2 separate regions of the Mus musculus genome follow, and region 2 is linked to region 1. Evidence: chromatin contacts called from public promoter capture Hi-C data. All regions are on one chromosome and are shown on one strand. The core of a region is the stretch at or near the end of the contact, and the rest is flanking DNA. Distances in the headings are between cores, read along the strand shown.

Evidence for each region. Promoter capture Hi-C pulls out the DNA fragments that hold promoters and counts their contacts.
Region 2: a contact with region 1 is called in a promoter capture Hi-C map of embryonic stem cells, with 2.3 times the contacts expected there. The contact joins the enhancer-like site here to the promoter of Igsf5 in region 1. A contact is called at or near these places in 6 of 39 promoter capture datasets (embryonic stem cells, frontonasal cranial neural crest, liver and 2 more), 1 of 484 Hi-C or Micro-C datasets (the N1E-115 cell line) and 2 of 115 datasets of contacts at active chromatin or transcription factors (embryonic stem cells and large pre-B cells).

What each region holds. Positions count from the first base shown.
Region 1 is chr16:96,358,663-96,363,710 of GRCm38.p6, reverse strand. It overlaps Igsf5 (immunoglobulin superfamily, member 5), which reads right to left and starts at 1,954. Exons shown (of 9, transcript NM_001177887.1): 1 at 1,867-1,954.
Region 2 is chr16:96,843,236-96,848,283 of GRCm38.p6, reverse strand. The region is part of intron 3 of Dscam (DS cell adhesion molecule); the gene reads left to right. Among named protein-coding and RNA genes, the nearest start is that of Gm32432, 37 kb to the left of the region's middle. RefSeq lists an enhancer at 316-2,684. Within about 2 kb of position 2,028, at least 27 of the 459 cell types and tissues checked have an H3K27ac peak or open chromatin away from gene starts, as enhancers often do. A contact at or near this core is called in embryonic stem cells, where this site is marked.

The DNA of each region.
Region 1 (5,048 bases), core at 705-3,204:
GTGAGGCTTCACCATTTGTCTCTCTGATGCCTTGCAACCCTTAGCATGCACACTGAACACTAACAACGCACATTCCCTACTTTAGAACACGGTCCCACTGTGGGCCTGAAGCACTCAACAGAACTGGAGAGCATGCCTCCTCCATGGGGTCTCCTGGCAACCACGATGCTGCTGAAGTCACAGCCTTCTGAGACTGAACCCTGAGCCCAGATCCAGTCTCACAAAGTGGCAAATAAATCATTTGCTAATTTTCAAGCTCAATTAACACAGGTCCGCAAGGAAATTGCTTCATCAGTCACCTGGAATGCCGGGGTCAGCAGGAAAGGAAGGGAAATTGAGCTGCCCACCTCTGAAAGCCACACTCCATTTGTTGTGGTGTTTGTTTTGGTTATTTTGTTTCAGTTTTGTTTTGAGATAGGATCTTGTGTAGCCCAGGCTGGACTGAAAGACCCTTTGGAGCAGAGGCTTGCCTGAAGCTCCTCACCCTCCTGCTCCTCATGTCCCAAATGCTGTGATTACAAGTGCGTGCTGCCATTCCCAGCCTGAATGATGCCTATTTTACGGAGAGCCACTCACCATTATCGAAACTACAGTGAGGGATGGGCAAAGGTCATGAGGGCAAAGGCCATGAGGAAATGTTTCAACACTGATAGATGAGCTGGAACGGCTACAGCAAAAGGGCACATTCCTTAACCCAGGAAGAACTCCCTTTGGGAGCTTTCTGCCTGACACCTTCACATCATCAGCTGTCCCAGCTGCCCCACAGTTGTCCCAGGCCAGAAGCAGAAGCCAGAAGCCAGCAGTGAGACCACTGCCACAGAAGGTGATACATATGGACACAGCCTCTGAGAGACTGTGCTGCCACGGTTGACAATGTCAAAAGGGGGATAGTTACAGTGTAGACAAAAGTCACACATGTAACTTCAATTAAGTGGGGGCCTAGGTCAGAAATCCTTAGATAATAATACCTCTGTGGGGGGTTGACCCAAACCTGAAACTCAACTTCTCATTCATTTTGCCTCGGAAAGCTTTGAATAACCTACTTTATGTTGAAAAACTGTCATCGTTCCAAAAATATAAGTCTTATTAAGTTGTGCTAATCTCCTACCCACTCCTCACTGGCCTGACAAGGGGGAAAAAAACACTCAGAAAATCTGACATGTCTCCCCCGTAGATTGACAGAGAGACCATGAATCTGCTGCCTCATAACCCCTCGTTTCTGAGCTACTCAAAATATTTTATACTGAGACTTCCAAAGGGTCTGAATATATTGTTTCAGGGAGCAGGGACCAAGGGCTTCTCGGGGACAGTAGGCTTGGCTGGAGTTCCACTGAGCAAGGGGCTTCCTCCAGTCCCAGCGTTTCCGCTACACTATGGAACCCGAAACTCCGTGCACCTGCGTTCAGAACTGCTTCCTCACCGTGGTGTCCCTCTTCCCTGGGGTCTTTTCCCTCACCAGGGTCCCGACTCCTCACTCTCCCGTAATCTGCCCTCTCAGAATACCCAGTGGCAATAGAACATTGTGCTCCCCATGAGGGGAGAGGGCCTTTACAAGTTTGTCTAAGGAATGAGGAGACCGCTTTCCCAACGTCTGGATCCTGAGACCCTCCCCTGAATTCCAGCAGAGCCCTAGCATAACCCCAGAACAGCTCTGTGCAAGACGGGCACTCCATCACAAATTACTGGGATTTTTAAACCCTGAGAACACCCTTCCTGTTTAATTTTCAACCCAGTGGAAGCTGAAAGGCAAACACTGTGTATTTTTGTGGAGAGCCTACCAAGTACCCAGAGAGCCCGGAGGAGAAACCCACCGGGCGAACGAACACCCCTTACAGGAGAGCCTCACAGTGGCGTTGCCTCCCTTACCTCAGGCAGGTAAATCTCTGTATCTCGTTCACACAGGGCTTCCCGGCTTCTGGCTGCTCTCTATAGAAACACGGGAACACTTCTGACTGGACACTCCTCACCCAGGAACAGGAAGTTCCTTGCCAAGTGGCCCTATCCAGTCAGTGCCCAGGCTATAAACCAGGAGGTGCAGACAGGTGTAAGCGCCCCTAGCTGCGGTGACTTTCCTTCTTAACCATTACCCAGTCCAAACACAGGAAGTCCAGGCTCAGGCTAAGAAACAGAGGCGGAGCCTCCACTCTTCCTCCGCCGAGCCTTTTTCCAGTCCTTAAGGGTCAAGGCTGCCCATATCCTGGTTCAATCGCCCTTCGCCACCAGCCAGAGTCTGACCGGCTCAGTCAGCCCCAAAGACTGTGCCAAAATACCTTGGCCTGGCCATCCACCTGCCTCTAGCAGAGGCCCAAGGCCTGGTGGAACCGGTTCCCTCTCCTGCAAGCCAACAGGACAGCCTTCGAGATAAGTGAGCTGGGCTTTACAGTCCAGCCCGCATGGGCGAGAGCTGAAGTTCCTAGAGGAAAAGCATGAAGACTGCAGATTGATTGGCTGAATAGAAATCCCTGATCGTGGGGAGTTGGAATGTTGTAGTGCCAACTTATCCTGGGCTACCTATAGTCGCCTTTGTAGCCATTTATCACCCACCTCTGTGTCTGTAGCATCCTTTTGGCTTATCAATGAAAACTTTTGGATTATTAACTTAGCCGACCGTTGCTTCCACCAAACTAAGACCTAAGAATGTTGTCAGATAGGGCCTGAAACCTGTAACTCGGACTTTTCAGTGTCGCAGGAAAGCGCCTACCCGACGTCCCCAACAACGCGTCTGATTCATGACTGTTCTTTGTTCTGTGATTGAAAGTCCACCATGGAACCCGTCTTTCAAGGGAAACTGAATCTGGTTTCCCTGGCCGGCGTCATGCACATTTGTCTCAGGATAAACTATCCCTTCCTCCCTTTGCAACTAGATAGAGATCCTTTTGTCTGCGGATCTCATTTCCCTGCAGAGCGTTTGTAACACCTCCCCGCAGGCGTCTCAGCAGCACCAGGAGGAAGGAGCCTGGATAGAGGTCCCCTCCTGCCAGCCCCTAGAAGTCCAAGTGTGCACTGTGAACCCCACTCCTGCCAGCCCCCAGAGAAATGAACACGGACTGCAGCCTGGAGTCCTTCCTGGAAGACTGAGCATGGACCGTGACCTCCTCCTTCCAACCCCCATGAGACCCTCTCTCTCAGAGATGCTCCTATTCCAGAAAACACTACCTAGGGATCTTTACAAACATGTCTGAAGGTCTGCTGTCCTGAGGCACTGTGTGCGTTTGAGAGATTTGCGTCAATTCTACGTTTGAGCACAAAGAGAAACTTTTCATGATATTTTTGGCCCTTGCTATTTTAAATTGACAAAGTTCAAATCTGCATAACACATATTCATGAAGCAATTCAGATGCCAGGGAGGTTTTAAAGGAAAGTGGTGGGGTTGCGGGGGACTGGGAAGCCCCAGGAAACCAGGACTGGCCTCAGATGGATGTGGGCATGCTAGGTGGTCAGGGAAAGAAAGCTGGACTGAGGAAACGGCCAGTCAGTCCTTGGGCAGAGGGAATAATGTGCATCAGGTAGCCTGTAATGACAGGAGGACTGGGATCCTGTGACATAAAGAGGTCAGAAGGTCCTGAATGCAGGGGCAGAGCTGGGGTGGTCTCAGATGTGAGCACAGAAGGTCCCAGAAGGTCTGGCTAGGCTTGGTTTTTATATTCAGCTATACAAAGGCACAGGGGGAAATCCATGAGAAGCTTGGGACTGGGAAAGGACCTCAGAGGTGTCTAAGTTCTTAGAAGGAACTCTTTCGTCCCTCAGCTCTGGGACACGAGTGTGCCTATGAAAGTGTGAGTAACAAGCATTCTTTTTGAGCTCTTTGATGATTCTGCTCCAACATCATGGCGGTTCCCTCATTAACTGAGGCATTAAATAAAACCTTCAGCACGTGTTTCACTACAGACTTTCAAGACAGCCGCCATTTTATCTTTATTTTTTCTCCTGAGGAATTTATTTATTTATTACATGTAAGTACACTGTAGCTATCCTCAGATACTCCAGAAGAGGGAGTCAGATCTCATTACGGATGGTTGTAAGCCACCATGTGGTTGCTGGGATTTAAACTTCGGACCTTCGGAAGAGCAGTCCGGTGCTCTTACCCACTGAGCCATCTCACCAGCCCCAAGGAATTTATTTATACGACCACTGGAGATGTTTTTGTTTTTAAAAATTATGAAATAATTGAGCCAATGTTCAACTCTATCCTGCCACCAGAAATACCAATTTTTTTAAAGTTTGCATTTTATTCTATATGTATGAGGGTTTGCCTAGATGTTTGTATGTTGTTATGGTTTGGTCCAGGAACAATGACAACTATTAGGAGGTATGGTCTTATTGGAGTAGGTGTGGTACTGTAGGCGTGGGCTTTAAGACCCTCATCCTAGCTGCCTGGAAACCAGTTTTCTCCTAGCAGCCTTCAGATGAAGATGTAGAACTCTCAGCTCCTCCTGCACCATACCTGCCTAGATGCTGCCCTGCTCCTGCCTTGAAGATTATGGACTGAACCTCTGAACCTGTAAGCCAGCCCCAATTAAATGTTGTCCTTATAAGAGTTGCCTTGGTCATGGTGTCAGCTCACAGCAGTAAAGATCTTAACTAGGACATACGTGTACTACATGCCTGCAGCACCCACAGAGACCGGAAGATGGTGGCAGATCCCTTGGACTGGAATTGTGGGTGGTTGTAAACTCTCTTGAGAATTCCAGAAACCAAATCGTGTTACTCTACAAGAGCAGCAAGTGTTCCTAACCACTGAGCTGTCTCTCCAGCCCCCAGAAATAGAAATTGTATAATGGGTTCAATGTCACACAAAGGAGAAACTGAGAATCCTCTATAAACTCACCATCCCACATAAATAAGCTTTATGAATTTTTAATGAGAAGCTTTAATTATTTTTCTTATTAAAGATGTGATTCACGCTTACTACAGGAAATAAGAAAATACAGGAAAGCAAAAGGAAGAAGTTATTTTTATGTTTTGTTTTATATTTATTGTGTGTATCTGTCTCATAGGTCAGAGACAATTTGCAGAGGTCACTTCTCGGCTTCTACCAAGTGGGTCCT
Region 2 (5,048 bases), core at 779-3,278, 480 kb before region 1:
CGAATTTGATGTTGAGTGAATTCCTCAAAAGCTTTCCCCAGGAGCTCTCTACTTTTATTTTATTTTATTTTATTTATTTATTTACTTATTTATTGAGATAAGATCTCTCAATGAATCAGGATTGTGCAATTTTTGCTAGTCTGACTGGCCAATAAGCTCTAAGGATCCTCCTGCTCTGTTTCCCAGCGCTAGGGTTACAAAGGCATGCCACCATGCTAGGCTTGTAGGTGGATGCAGGGAATCTAAATCTGTCCTTATTCATACACAGCAAATACTGTACCTACTGAGCCATCTCCCCAGTAAATTTCATTTTATTCCGTCTCCGTATGTGAGAGAAAACATAATACCCATCTTTCCGTTACTTTAATATATTTGTACTAATTTAATTAATTAATATTTATAGTAATTCTCTGAGAATGTCACACAATGTATCTTCATCATACTCACTCCTGACTTATCTCTGATTGCTCCCAGATTCACCCAGTATCTGGGCACTTTGTTTTTCATTTAATTTTATTTGTAGTTCATTTTCACACCCCATATTCCATTCCCCACCCCTCCCCATCCACCCTCTGACTGTTCAACATCCCACACCTCCTCCCCACCCAACCCTGTCTCCACGTGGATGCCCCCACCCCCCACTCCACCTGACCTCTAAACTGTCTGGGGCCTCCAGTCTCTTGTGGTTTAGGTGCATCATCTCTGAATGAACACAGACCCAGCAGTCCTCTACTATATGTATGTATGTTGGGGGCCTCATATTAGCTGGTGTATGCTGTCTGTTTAGTGGTCCAGTGTTGGAAAGATCTCTGGGGTCCAGATTAATTAAGACTGCTGGTCCTCCTACAGGATCACCCTTCTTCTTTCAGCATTCCCTAATTCAACAACAGAGGTCAGCTGCTTCTGTCCATTGGTTGGGTGCAAATAACTGCATCTGACTCTTTCAGCTGCTTGTTGGGTCTTTTGGAGGGCACTTTTAACACAATGATCTCCAGCCTTACTTATTTCCTGAAGGTCGGTGATTCCACTCTTCATGGCAAAGTGCATATCACAACTGGAAGATATTGCCCACAGGAAACATGTCCTTCCAGCATAGCCTCAGGGAACATTGCCTGTTTACTTGTCTTTAAACACTAATCTACCCGACCTAGTCCTTCTCTGTCCTTCCTTGTCATCCTCCCCACCGAGTAGAGGTGGCTCTTACACAGCCCACCATGTGCAAGAACATGCCCCAGATCCCAGGAGAAAACTTCCCATTATCCTCTCCCTCACCCTAGCATCCAGACCAACACTCTGTCCTGGAGTCTGTGTTTTCAAAATATATCTTAATTTAAGCCCATGAAACTTCCATAATTTTCTCCAACCAGACACATTCTCTGTGTCTCATCCTGACTGTCTAATCCTCAGACACCAGACAAGGCCCCCTCCCTCCTGGGGAAGCACTCTCCTCTGTCCAGGCTCATTTCTTTGTCCTTCTGTGCAGTCCTCTGTTTCTTTTCTCTCCTTTGTCTAATTGCTATTCTTGCCTCTAACTGAAACATTTCTTCCTAGACATGAGTGGCCCTGTAGTGACTGACAAGTGTCCCCTCATCATGTAAACCAACGAGTACTGTTCCAGTTATTTGAGTTTCATTGGTTGTTATTATTAATCCTTAAATAATCCCTTTTTTAAAAGTCTAATGTCATTTTATTTTCTGAAGGATTTATTCTGGAAAAAAAAATCACAAGAAATCTAACTAGAGTAAAGATTAATGGCAGACTCTAAGATCTGCACAGGCAAAGCTCTGATCATTAACAAACTAAACAGGGTAATTAGGTGCACAGTTGAATGCAGTGTGCGGGCTTAAATTAGCAGTGTGTAATTGAGCCTCATTTAACTGTGGGAGAAGTACACTGAGCAAGTCTTAGTTACAGGAGGAAAATGTCTTTGTGAGATTGCTCTCGGAGTGTTTAACATACATATGCTAGATGACTCTGGACTTAGAAGCCAGGGTAGGGTTTGAGCTGGTTCCACATGCTCCCCTCCCCCAACTACAGAGGGTGCACCATTACTACTGGTTCAGTGATTTCTCTGTGCAGCTTAGCCTGGGCTGTGCCTGGGCTGCCTCAATGTCACCCTTCCGCCCTTCCTTGACATCACAGTTTACAACCTTCTGGTGAGGGGAGGTCACTGCCTGAACCAGAATGCCTTATTTCCTGATCTTATTATTATTATTTTGTGTGTGTGTGGGGGGGCACCTCAGATTTGTTCTTCCTGAATACCCAGCCATTTAATACAAGGTAAACAGGAAAGGACAGGAACAGGAAGGAAAAGAGAAGCTGCTGTCACAGGCCAATGGTGATGCAGTTGGTGCAAAGTCAGGCAGGAAGGAAGCGGCCACAGCTGAGCGGGGATAAGGAGGTGGGAACATGGCTGCTTAGGTGTTTAGAAAGCAGGGATGACAAAGATGGAAGAAATGTTGAAAGTGTTTCTCTCTGCTACATCCATGCCCACCAGTGGGCTAGCCTGGAAAACAAGAGAAATTAGGCCACCTTTGACACGTCTGTGCCACCCTAGCCTTCCTGATCCTCCTGTGTCTCCAAGTTACCAGGGCTTTGTAATGCATATGCTGTGAGCCACACCCACTGACTCCTCTTGGAGCAGACTGCCCCAGTCAGTGTCTGTGATAGCAAGGAATGGGGGCATAAGAAAGAGAATGTAGTCTGCTCCTCCCCCAACTCACTTCAGTATCTGCTACTTCTGTACCTCTGTTCATTTGCATATGTAAATTTATATTTATATATGCACATATATAGTACATTATGTATCATATAGATTACCTTGAAGATCTTTCCAGAACTTTGGCAATTCTACCTTACTATCCTTTTTAACCACTATGAGTATGAGCTTACTAATTAACTCAATACCCCTAAATTTCATTCTACTCTTTCTGAAGTGTCAGAAAGAGTATTTTGAGTTATATTTTTATATAGCTAAATCTATGAATTTACTTAGGACAGAGCCTTTGGAGAGGACCCACTGGGTTGAAGTATAGGGAGTACTTACAACTAAAAATAATCACACAAGTGGTTCCCCAGGAATGTTTCGCCAGTTTATATGCCATAAGACATGTTTATTTCCCTCTACCCCCCACCAAGATTACGTATTCTCAAATATCTTTAGAATTTTCTAGTCTCCTGGATGGAAATAGCATGCTTTAATTGACATCAATGCAGTTGACTTCTAACTGGGCTTTGTCCAGAAATGGAGGAAGATGAGTTGCTTTCTTTGTATTTTCAGAAAATTGACACTTTCACAACATCAAATCATCTGTTCTTAGAACATGTGGCATATTTCCATTTAGCCTAGTCTTTGATTTTGTCCTGGGGAATAGTTGAGAGTGTCTTTTAAGTGTACATTATACATTGATAGCTGTTGCAAGCAGGTTATTTAATGTTATGGCTAATGGAGGATCTTGCATAGTTAGATTGTGACACAGCCCAGATTTTCCCACACTTCATGCAACAGTACTCCCAGGGAAATAGCATCATCCTGGTGTGACCCTGGAAAGCCAGACTGTAAGCACCATGGACACCCCGGGCTATGCAGTAGAAAACACAGGGCTGAGGCTACAGTGGCCAGTGTGGCTTTCCAAAGTCCTCCCCTCTGGTGCCTCTTGTCACTGCCCTGGGCTCTTTGTCTCCTGCCTCTTCCTCTCACTCCCCTCACAGGAGTCTTTGAAACAGGCTGTTCCTCCAAGTGCAGATCAGCTCCTGAGCAGGCTGCTTCAGTCAGCCATGTTGTCAGGATTTCCATTGGTCCTCAGGTATTTCTGTGCCTGAACTTTCACATCCTATCACGGAGCATCAGGCCCTCTCACCCATGGGATTCGTCCTGAGGTAGTCCACTACAATGACCTTGTTTCCAAATAACGGCAAAGTCAGAGAACTTAAAAATATGTTAGGCAGAGAATGTTTTAGCTGTACCTTCATACCAGCCATCTTAAGCCACCACCCCTCCTTCAGCTCTCTCAGATAAAAGCTGCCAATGCAGTTCTTCAAGGGGCCATTGTCCCCAGGCTGTTCTCTGGGGTCCCATCTGCAGCTCCTGCTGGTGGCTCTAACACAGAGAATGGAGGGCATAGCAGAGCCCTGCCAGGAGTCTAATTCCTCTCTGACCTACATCTGAACTAAGAGAAATTGAGAGCTTGAAAGTCACCCTATTTCCCCTTCTAATTTCGTTAATGCTATTTGAGCGTTCCAGTTTCTAAAACGTTATATATTCATTTCCAGGATCATCACATAACACTCTAGACTGAGAACTTAGATTCTTACTCCAGTCTCCTGACTTTTCAACACTGCTGTGCAAGCCATCTTGAGGAACCATCATGCGGGGGTGCGGCTGTCAGTGCGAGGTGGCAGGCACAGCCTAGACAGGTTCTTTATGTGGCGTTACCAGGCGACATCTGATTAGCAGAGCCATCTGCTCTTTTAATTATTATTGGCTCAGTTCAGACAGAAGTAGCAAGGGATAAAGAAAGCAAACTGAGGAAATAGTTTGGAGTAAAAAAGAAAAAAATCAAGCATGCTTTTCAAATCTTCTTTTGAACATTCTGCAGTCTCTATTGAAGACCTAACCCAGCTGCACAGCAAAAACTTGAGTGTCTAATGAAAGAATAATTAGCATCAAAATCCTAAAATGTGTTTGCTTTCAGGTAATAGAGTGAGATTATTCCAGGAGAGGGGCAAAGCACTTTTCATGGTCTGTACATGAGGAAATAATCACGTTGGAATCTAAAATGATATGTCATAGCTTTTTCTCTTTTTACCATACATGTATATGTGTATGTGGAATATGTGTGCCTATTTGCATGTAGTGGTCATACACTTATGCTGGTGTATGTGTATGTGTGCACATATGTGTGGAGCCTCCAGGTTGATGCCAACTGTCTTCTTGATCACTGTACAGTGTGTTTTGTTTTGCTTTGTTGTTTTGTTTTGTGAGACAAGATCTCTCACTGAACCTGATGCTTGTGGATTCTGGCTACTGAAGCTAGCCAGCCTGCCCT